2 separate regions of the Gossypium hirsutum genome follow, and region 1 is linked to region 2. The links are chromatin contacts, called in public Hi-C maps. All regions are on one chromosome and are shown on one strand. Each heading gives the region's core, a stretch centred on a gene start, on an enhancer-like site or on the middle of the called end of the contact. The rest is flanking DNA. Distances are from core to core; before and after follow the strand shown. Region 1 holds the start of LOC107953205. Region 2 has its middle 32 kb from the start of LOC121204245.

The links. A called contact is a pair of places that touch in the nucleus more often than the background predicts.
Region 1: a contact with region 2 is called in a Hi-C map of leaf, with 3 times the contacts expected there. The contact joins the promoter of LOC107953205 here to the enhancer-like site in region 2. A contact is called at or near these places in 3 of 34 Hi-C or Micro-C datasets (all in leaf).

Annotation. Positions count from the first base shown.
Region 1 is chrA07:22,527,702-22,533,478 of Gossypium_hirsutum_v2.1, forward strand. LOC107953205 reads left to right here and starts at 2,849. Exons shown (of 3, transcript XM_016888442.2): 1 at 2,849-3,721; 2 at 4,968-5,740. The coding sequence starts at 2,948.
Region 2 is chrA07:22,161,313-22,167,266 of Gossypium_hirsutum_v2.1, forward strand. It overlaps the pseudogene LOC107955878. Among protein-coding and RNA genes, the nearest start is that of LOC121204245, 32 kb to the right of the region's middle. Within about 2 kb of position 1,884, at least 5 of the 9 cell types and tissues checked have an H3K27ac peak or open chromatin away from gene starts, as enhancers often do. A contact at or near this core is called in leaf, where this site is marked.

The DNA of each region.
Region 1 (5,777 bases), core at 1,599-4,098, 370 kb after region 2:
TCTGTTCGGCTGATATTAAGGGGAACTTATTGTTTTGAACTCTTTTATAGTCTTTTATTCCTTTGGATTAATGTAATTAATTATTTGTTGCTACTATTACAAACTTCATTTATTTTTTATGAATTTATGATACATTCTATTATGAATTTCATTTACTTTGATGCATTCTTCAATTGCATAAATAGCTTGCTTAGTTATAATTATGGTTGGATGGTTATGGATGCAAATTCATTTTAGTATTAATAATTAATTGCTTAATTATTTTTTATGTTTTTAAGTTAATGGAAATATGCTAAAAGGGAGTTGATGTTTCTTGATGATATAACTTCTTATATTGTAAATGTTTTGTTCAACAAATTGTCGACGAGGGAGATTGTTGAAATGGAACTGGTATTTTAGTGCCAAGGGAGTATCCACTCCTTGACCACTAGAGCTGTTTAAGGCATTTCCATATTTGAAGGTTGACAATATATTTAATGGTATTTGTAGGTTGTACTGAGTATATGGGTAATATTTAGATCATTAATAAAGATCATTACACTTAAGGAAACATATTTTGGAGATTGGATCAAATCAGATCACCTTGTTGAATCCCTTGGATGATAAATATTGAATTGGATTGAAACATTGATTGCTTAGTTTAGTTGCCAAGAGTCCATGTTTACCTTATACTTTATTATTATATTGTATTCATCTTATTTTATTGTAGTTTAATAGAACTTGATATAGATCTTCTTATATTAGCAAGTCTCGAAATATTCTATATAATTGAGAGACTTATATAGGTTACTGTAGAGGTGCTCATGGGCCAAGCTGGATTCTGATTGGGCCCATACAAGGTATTTAGACCAATTTTCCAAGCTCGGGTTTGGCCCGACCCAAAAATGGGCTTACTTTTTTGCTCAAGCTTTGACCTAATTTAAGAAAAGTAAACCCGGTCTGCCCATATTTGATTTTTTAGATTAGTTTTTATTTAAAAATAATTTTTAAAAAATATGTAATACACTAAATGCACTAAAAATGCTAAAATATATAAAATTATTATTTAACATATATAATTAATATAATATTTTTTAAAACATAATATATTCAAGTTGGGTTAGATCAGGCTTGGACTATAAAATCTTACCTAAGGCTCGACCCATATAAAAAGCGGGCCTTAAATTTTACTTGAGTCTATTTTTCGAGCTTTATATTTATGTCCAAACACCCCCATTTTTCGGGTGAGCTTTTGAGTATGGGAGGGTGACCCAAGCTATAAACATGTCTAGGTTATTATATAAAGAGAGAATTAAGAATTTAATTTAATCTTGTGAAGAAATTTATTCTCTAAGTGCACATTGATAGTAAAATCTTTTGTGTTGTGATTTTACTTACTGAAATCACAAGGGTGAATTTAGTGTTGAGAGTATCGTTCTTCAATGTAGAAAGGTGAGGAAATTGTCACCATTGTGTGATAGACTATAATCACTTGTGGTAAGTGTTGAATATAGTGGGTATTTCTTAATAGTTTAGGTTCCGCAGATATAAACTGAGTTGTGTAAACAATTTTTCTATCCCTATTTACTTTATGTTCCAGGTAGTGTCAAAAGGAATGCCCACACTCTTGTCACTCCTTGCTTGTTTACAAGCAACCATTTTGAACTAACAGGTTTCTTCCCCATTTTTCTAATAGCTTTTGTTGGCGATTTGAATCTCGTCAATTCCAGTTGGGTTCTGGATTTACCATTTGCATTCATATTTCGCCTCCATCTTCAGGATCTCCTAAGCAGTTTTGATGGATATATGTGTTTGGCTTGTCTCAATTGTAAAATGGTTTGCTTGAACTTTTTATTATTATTTTGGGGGGGAATTTCGATCGGTCTTAGGATTTATGTTTCTTAGTCTGTTCTTTCTTACTGCAAGATCCTTAGCTTTTCTACAATTCTTATGGTTTCCAAGTCTCCATTTATTCCCAACTACCATCATCCCTGCTTGAAAAGTTGATGATACTTGAGAGTGGACCCAAGCCTCCTTCAATGAAATTTGGTTGAGTCTCTGGTTTTTCTTTTTCTTTTTTTGCTGTTGTGTTTTGTTTGATGTTGCATTTTAGTTTTTATGTATATATGTTTGCTATTGTGTATGGTGTTGATGTTGCTAAAGTGAATTGATTTTACATATCTTCTTGCGACATTAATGAATATAACTATTGTCATTACCAATGCACTAAAGGAATATTATGGTGGTTGACACCTTGTTTAAAGGCTTTAACTTTAGTTTTTAGTTTAGTCCTTGTTCTTAATGACATGTAGGTTTGGTATAAGCTCTTCCTAACCTTGGGGGTCTGTAATCAAACTCGAGGGATTCTCGTTGTGTTCTTATATTGTCTATTACTCGTATTTTGTTTTTTGTTCTTCTCCTGATTGCTCCCATGTCTTATATAGCTCCTTGGTTCTACTTTTGTAATCTTTTTTGAGATAAAGAATCATATTATCGACAAACACTCTTTTATACCTAGTTAAATCCTTATTGTTTTAACTTGTATTCTAACTTCATAACCTTTCTACCTTATGCCCTAACCTTTAATTTGAAAATAAAGGCAATTTTCCAATTGAAAATAAAGGCTTACTTTTTTTTTTATCAAATAAACTCTTATCATTGTTTTATACTTAAGTATTAAAGTTTAAAATTTAGAATTTAGAGTTAGGGTTTGAATATAAAACAAATAATAAGAGTTTATTATTAAATCAAAATTAAAACTTAAAATATACATTTAAATTACAATTAAAATTTCACAAATATAAATACATTAAATTAAAATTAAAAATATAATTACAAATTAAATTAAAATTCACCAATTTCTCGAGCCTTACAAAGGCTAGCTGGGCCGATAAGTTCCCAGTTACGCAAGGACTAAGGAGTAAAGGTACATATAGAGGTCAATCGACGGGGGATCTGTTTGTTGGGAATGGCGACGACAGCAAGAGGAGTGGGAGACTCAAACCCAGACGACGACGACGAACTCAACTCTTTACTTTCCCAGCAACACCACGAACTCATGGCTGCCCATTCCCTCGAGTCCGACCTCGACTTTGCCTTCCATCTCCAACTCCAAGAAGCCCTCTCCGCTTCCCTTTCTCTCCACACTTCCCAACCCCCACCACCCCCACCACCGCCGCCACAACCCCCCGTCCAAAACGACACCGTCTTCTCCTTAACGTCTCAAATGCTCTCCAAACTCCAACAAGAATCACTTGATCACAAGCGCTGCCTCCTCGAAACCCAGAAACTCAAGGACGACCTCAAGCGTCGGGTCCACGACGAGAAATTCGCCCGCCGGATTGCCGACATGCCCGAAGAACTTTGGGAGGATTGGGGCGATTGCTTCGAACGTCCCTTCGGTGAAGGGTGTTCTAAAGAACTTTGTTGGGGTGAAACTGACAGCGAAATCGACTCCATTGATGGTGTTTCTGACAATGAATATGATTTTCGTATTTATTTCAAGGGATTGATTAGTGAAGAAAAGGTCAAAGACAAGGCATCCAACTACGCGGGGATTGGAGTTGCGATTTGTGATTTTAGGGATAATTTGATTTTGGAAATTACAAAGCCTTTAGTTGGTGTTGGGTTGAGCAAACAAGCGGCTGAGCTTAAGGCGTTGATCGAAGGGCTTAACGCTGCTTTGTCTTTGGAGCTTAATAGGATTGAATTCTGCTGTGATTATTACCCCATTTATCAATACGTAAGTTCCTATACATCCTTTTATTTTCCCATTTTGTTACAATTCATGTGAATTTCTCTGTTTATTTATGTTCATTTTCTTATTAATCTTAATACTTTCTCTTTTGCTTCGGGAACTAAACTTAAAAGATGGTTTTCAATTCAAATGTATAATCATCTTGTCGAGTTCAATTGCCACCCGTCGTCGGTTCGATCGTTGGACAATCCTACCCCCTATCCCTTATCATAATATGTATATCATCATGAATCTTAACTAATTTATAAATGATATATGCATTTCATTCTCATTGTTTTTATAGCATATAAAATCCGTATACATTCTCTAGAATTCATGTCTCCAAACATAACACACAAGAAAATTTGAAGAATTGATTGTCTGACCGAAGTATATAGTACATAGTTTTTTGAAAGGATGGAATTTGTCAATTTTCATCTTTTATATGGAATAAAAATTAAGAGTTAGTATTGCATTTTAGCCATTGGTTCATTTCTAATGGAAAAAATTAAGGGTAAAATTGAGAAGTAATAAAGAATTAGAGTAGGAGGAAGTAGATATGCTAGTGTAAATAATGGAATCGACTTGACTCTAGTGAATGAATTGAACTAATGAATCAGTTATGGCTTAAAAAGTTGTATATAAGTCTGTTTTTATTTCCTTACAAAAAAATGTTATGTGTTATTGTCGATGAGTACTATATATCCTTTCAGGGTCACTGAGAGTTTGGTGGGGTTATCTTGTTAGGAAAATAAGTACTAGGATTTTAAATTTAGAGTAAAATGTGGCAAATTAAATAAAAGTGAGTTATGGTGATACAGAAGGAAAGCAACTAAATGAAGGAGATAATTAGGGTCCCATTGAAATGCTCAAGACAAACCCCAATTCGTTTTTATTTGATAACTACTCTGTTGTATGGTGCCAAAGCGTTGGTAAAATGCACTTAAGCCATGTGTACAACAGGTGATACTCACTATCAGCAGCATCTCATTGACAGGTTGTTGTTTGGACTGAGATCAGGTTATTCTGTGCTTAACCATGGGCCATTTAAGTTTTCTGGTTGTTAAAATATTACCTTTGATTAAGTAATGCTGGATATACATGTCACAAGATTGAAAGAACATCATTGATCATACTAGGGTTTAACTGTATTTGTGCTTTGTGATTATATAAAACTATCTATTGAAAGCCTCTTTATCTTCAAAATAAAGAGCCAAAGGGAATGTTGTTTGTGATGTATTTGGCAATACAGATTACTAGGAGATGGCCACCAAAGCAGAGGAAGATTTCAATGTTAGTGAATCAAGTATTACTTCTTCAAAGAAAGTTTACTGATTGCCGCCCCATACTCATGGCACGTAATGATATTAAATATGCCTTTAAGCTTGCAAGGGAAGCAATAGTATCTCAGGTCACTCAGCCTGTAGAGCAAAATGAAAGCAAGAGTGTGAAAGAGACTTGTGTTATCTGCTTAGAAGATACTGATTCTGGGAGCATGTTTTCAGTTGATGGATGCATGCATCGATACTGCTTTTCTTGTATGAAACAGCATGTGGAGGTGAAGTTGCTACATGGAATGGTGCCCAAATGTCCTCATGAGGGTTGCAAGTCCGAGCTTATTGTTGACAGCTGTAGAAAATTTTTGACCCCTAAAATGATTGAGACATTGAAACAAAGAATGAAGGAGGCGTCAATTCCTGTCACAGAGAGAGTTTATTGCCCATATCCTAGGTGCTCGACCTTAATGTCAAGAAGTGAGGCTTTAGAATATTCTAAGGATGCACTTGTCGGAGCTGAAAGATCTGGTGCCAGGAAATGCCTGAAGTGCCATGCCCTTTTCTGTATCAACTGCAAGGTTCCTTGGCACAGTGACACGACATGTCAAGATTACAAAAGAAAGAATCCCCTTCCTCCAGTAGAAGATCTTAAGCTGAAGTCACTTGCAAGAATGAATTTGTGGCGCCAGTGTGTGAAGTGCAACCACATTATAGAACTTTCTGAGGGTTGCTACCACATGACTTGCAGGTATTTCATTTTAGTTATGGTTTTTAGTTTTCTTTTT
Region 2 (5,954 bases), core at 634-3,133:
GGGAAGTAGGATGCGAAATCAAAATAATCCATAAAAGATACCTGTAAATACGCGGAATAAGCATATAAAAGATACGTAAATTTCTTGAGAATAAACTCCTCGAGTTTTTTGAGGTTCTTTGACTAGAAAAATAGTTTAGTAATCCATAAAATAAAGAACACAAAAAAATCAAAATAATACTAACAGTGGTTGTCTCTAGGTATTAACCTAATAATGTCTATTTATAAGGCAAAAATCACATAAATGAGAAAATACAAAATTTTCCTTGATTAAAATAAAGCAAAATTTTGGTAGATTTTTGCGTTAAACTTCTAAAACAATTTTAGACACTTTTTTGACATTTTTTTAGGTTTGATTCATGAAATAACTTTGGTTAAATCTTTCAATTACCTTCAAACAAATATATTATGAGCCTAAAACGGAGTTTTGGAGTAATGCTGTGTTGAAAGTCTATTCCACAAAAACTTGTCAAAATTAATCATTAACTCAATTTTTTCTCCAATTATTCTACTAAATCCATAATAAATAAAACATAAGTATAAATAATATAATTAAGAAGTTCGATGCATAATTAAGAGTAAACTTTTAGGTTTTTTCATTCGTAGACTTGATGAAATCCATCCTTATTGCTTTCCCATAGGCGTAATTTGTACTGTTGAGTATAAAGGGATGAGACACTGATAAACCTTCGATTTGCAAGCAATCTTTAGACCAAGATACCCATTAGTTGTTTTAAGTGACAGTCTGTACTAATTGAAAGAACTATGAATGACATTTGTAAGCAAAATTGAGCAGTGTCAACTACTTTAAGTATTGATGAAGAAAAATGAAAAATATAGTGATATGTTGATGCAGTTCAGTTTTCCCATGTCTATGGAGCCTTACTTAGAGAGGAAATTCAGTATGTTAACACCTCGTATAACAAGTGATTATAAGCTCTAACATTTACCGGATTAAAATATCACTTTTGCACCTAAGATCTAGATCACTTTCCTGGTTTTCCCCTAGACAACTTAGGATAAAAACCAAGTAACACACTTAATTTTACCCTCAATGCACTCCAAAGAAACATTCATCAATTAATAGAATAAAGTGCTCTCAGATCAGTACACCACTTATACAAGTCTCCTCAATATATATGAAATTGAGACTTGCAAACACACTATATAAATTACAATGAATCTTCCCATTAAAATAGCTAAATAATCAACTTTGAAAATATCTTCAATAAGTCCAAGATAAATCTTGAGTATTCAGGATATGCTTCCAAGTTTACTTGATCTGATCCAATCTCTTCAAAATAGGAAAGTTAATTTTCTTAACTCAATCCAAATCGATCTTCAAGATATGTTACTATAAACGGTTTATATATCATAGAATGACTTGCATACATCAATATTAACAACAAATATCTTAACCCAATGTTTTTTGTTACCAAAATTCGCTAACACATATATAGCAAGTTTATGAGCTTGTGTAATGCCAAACACTAGCGGGTACTATTACTTGGCATTTTTCATAAATTGCTTCAATAAACTGGTAAAAAAGTTTGGTATAAATTGAGACAAAAAATATAGATACTAACTTGAGAAAAAGTATCAAATTTGAGGACTAAATGCATATTTAAACTTTTAAAAAATCTATAATAACATATTGATTCAATTAAAATTTTAATTACTTTTTTTAACATAAGTAATAACACGACATAAATAGGAATAATAATAATAACAATTACAATAATCGTGATAGTAAGAAGAAGACGAACACAATACTAACACAAGAATTAACAGGTTTGCACAAGAGATCCAACAAACCATATAGGCCCAACATGAAGGGCTTGTGAAAGACTAATGATAAACCTTGCTTTCTCTACAGGCAATCAAAGATTGGGATATTGTTTAACTGATAGCCTTCAGAATCCTATCACTTAGCTTCCGATTGTCCACTGTAAGAATCTTTGAACGCTGTCAAGCCCACAAAGCTCCTTCACAACAGGCATGATTGCAGGTACCTCCAACTTAAATGTTGAACTAGACTCGTCTCCTCCCCATGAATGAAGTTGTTCCCTGGCTTCTTTTATAGCTGCTCTTATAGCACAGTGTACCGGAACTGCTAGCGTTAACGGCGGCTCTCCCGAAGCTGCAAAGGAACAAATTGTTTGATGATTGCAGTAAGAACCGGATGCCCATCTTTTACATACTTACATGCATGCATACATAATAATTGTTTGATGAAAAAATCCCAACTTGCCTTTTGATGAAAGTACACGATGTTTATGATGTCCACTGTTGAGGATTTCTACATTAAACTGCTTAGGTATAGTGTCCACTGTGGGGATCTTATAAGTCCAAGTGCCTTCTGCAGTCACTAATCCTTTAGAGTTTGTAGGATATTCTTCAAGCATAAAGAACCCTATTCCTTGAACAAATGCTCCTTCAGTCTTATAGGAAAAAAAAAAAAAAGACCCAAGAAACTTGTTAGTCAATGCTTGAATTTAATCATGATTGCATGTAAAAAAGAAAAAAAACCCAAATGCTGCAGAGCATTGAAATCATATAAAAGATCATAACCTGTCCTAAATCAACAGCAGGATTTAAGCTTTGGCCGCAATCATATATGATATCTGTTTGTAATATTGTGGTTTGCCCTGTTAAAACGTCTATCTCCACCTGCAATGCCACATCTTCATTATTAGGAATTTGTTTTTGAGATTCTGCAACCGATATAAGATGAACGAGACATGTTTAATTGACTAGCTCTGGAAAATTCGCCTTGAGGAAAACTGCAAAGAATGAATAAAAGAAGAATAAGATCCGTTGATATACTTGCCTCACTCACTGCAGCACCATAATTCAAGTAACTCAGGGACGAAATGTCTGGTACATATAACGAAATTGCTGATAAGTTCACGGAACTGTTATATGCCTGCATGTGGTTAGATTAAAAGAGTGAAACAGGAATCATCAATATCTATGAGCAAAGTATCATCAAGCAAGTATATGAAGAATTAAAACAGTAGAAAAAATATAAGCATGTTTCAGGGTAGAACTGAGGCCCTCTGCTGAAATAATTAAGGTGGCCAATAAGGCTACTCTTAAACCTCAGTACCATATTTGACATCGCCATACTTTTCCTTTTCGTTCTAAAATTATCTGCAACATTTCAGCTTCTTAATGTCGAACTGTATATTTGTTATAGAGCCATGAAGAGCAAAGAGATTTGGAGCAATTTAGCGGTAATGTTTCCATCAAAAAGATCACCCAAATTTCGATTTCTAATCAGAAAACTAAATAAACAGATCGTAGAATCAATGTCCAAGCCTTTTCTCTCAACATATGATACGAAATGAACATAAGACCTTGAGTTTAACAAATACCTGAAGAATCAATGTCTCCCATTTTAAAGATCCCATTTGCTCTACCAACCTTTCCTTGAAAGCTGTCAGTCGCTCGACTAAGATATCGCAGCAACGTCTAACAGCTTCACAGCTTGATTCTGACGTTGTACTTCCAGCAGTGGTGCCACCTTGAATTAAACTCAAGGTATCAGTTTGTATGACCCTCACCTTCTCCAAAAGTTCGTCAGTTCCACCACATTGGATCAAACCAAGAGCGTATGCTGTCATCTGTTTCACCTTCGTCCAAAGACCCTGACCGAGCTCAATGCCTCCAACTTCAACTACAATCGATCCATCACATAGAATGCTTACTTTCCCTGGGGTTGCTTTCAAGGTCACTTCATGCACGATAGGGACTCGAGAGATTCCCCTTTTCCGCCATTTATTACACCTATTAAACTGTTTCAACATTTCAATCCTATGGTAAAAGCTTGAAGACGTTCCCAACTTATTCCATATAGAAGGTAAAGTATACTCCAATGGTTCACCAGCACTGTTCTTGAAAAACAATTCAAGGCTTTCGTACTTGTGGAGATTAATACTTTTAACTGAATCAACATCCAGGGAAAGAGTGGATGCCACATTTTCTATTATAGCTTCAGCAATGAATGATCCCTGCACTTCCCCGGGGGCCCTCATCGATGATCTGCTCGGACGGTTTGTTTTACAAACCTTTATATCGAATGCTAAAGCACCCCAGTCGTACTTCCTTAGTGAACCGAACATATGATTTGGCAACAATGGACTTATATCAACTGAAATCCCTGCATCAATTAATATATCGAGTCTTAAGGCTGTAATCTTCCCATTACCTTTGAATCCTACACTGTAAGTTATCTTCATTGGATGCCTTCCTCCTGCCATTATCATATCAGTCTGGCGATTGACATAGATCCTGACCGGACGCTGTAGTTTGTAAGCAGCAAGTGCACATGCTGTAGAAACCTATAACATCACATTGTAACTAGTCTGATGCTCACACTGAGTACGATTTGACATATATTTAGCTGTAAATAAGACAAATAAGAACACACTTAATGATACTCACTGGCATTGCTTTTATGGCCTTTCCACCAAATCCTCCCCCAACCCTTCTTGTTATCACACGAACATTGTGTCCAGGAACACCAAGGCATTTAGCTATTGTACTGTGCGCGAGCTCAGGGCATTGACTAGAACTGTATACGATCATGCAGTTGTCTTCATCTGGCACAGCAAGAGCTGCTTGCGTCCCATGAATTCAAGTTAGAATGTCTTTAAAAGAAATAAGCCTATATGAATCTATTTTCTTGGTTATGTTTCACGAAAATGCAAAGTACGGTCTCTGAAAAGAGAGTTAAGCTGAGGCCTATGGTACAGAAACGTGTTGAACTTAGGCTGAAAGAATGGTGAAATATTATAATTACCTCAGCCGAGTGAATTTGATGATCAGCTTCAGCCATTCCTTTAGAAAAATCGCCAACCTGTTCAGGGTAAAGGGAAGAAGGGACCTCAAAAAAGCTACATCTTTCAAAAGCCTTTTCAACAGATAATATTGGATCTAGATTCTCCTTGTCATAATTAATCACTGCAAGGTTGGCAGCCATGTCTGCATTTCTCTGTGTATCTGCAACCTGAGATGATCATTTAAATGATCAAGCTTTTTAAAATGTCATTTTGATGATGATATTAGACATACAAAAGGCTTAAAACATGGAATTACCACCAAGGCAATGCGTTGACCAGCGCATTCAGTGAGCTTATCTGCATATAATGGTTCAGAACCAAACATGGTCTGAGCCCCTATATTTTCCCCAGGAATGTCTTTGGAAGAAATGAGCTTGATGACTCCATCCAGTGATGATCCAGGCTTAAATTTTATGTCCTTCACCCATGCTAATGGCTCCGTGCTGTAAATAAATGCTCCCTGCAGGCAATTGCTTGGAGATGGAATGTCATCCACATAAACAGCTTCACCTACAAATTTATGGTGGGTGAGCAACATTGACAATATTCTATTGTAAAGTGCATGCAGAAGGTAAATGAACTTCAGGTATGAAAGCTAAAATAATAGTGACTTTCACTGGGAAAACTTTGGAAACATTTGATCAATATTATCCACTTGTGAGTGTCGGAGAAATGTGTCCAACATGGATACGCTCAAAATTTTTAAAGTTTTTCTATATATTTGGAAGATCATATTTGGACATGAATACACATATTCGGAGTAACATAGCAAAGCAGCAGTTACGTTTAACATTTAAATAACAAGGTATTATCACAATAAAGAATATATAAAATTGAAGGATTAAAGAGTGAATCATTTTTATCAACGTGTTCTGCTTTCTAACTAGTTTTGAAGAAACATAAAGCAATTAAAAAGAGTAAAGAACAAGAAGCAGCAATGTAAGAAAACAGAAGTTGGCCCTGAAAATTATTAATGGTCAAACTATGACTGCTAGTGCTAGATCATTCAAGGAATAAGAGCTAAGATGTGACAAACCAGAAGCTTGGAGGGTAGCTCCAGCTTTTTTAATAGGCTCTCCAACAGGATTATATTCTTCACTTAACTGAATCA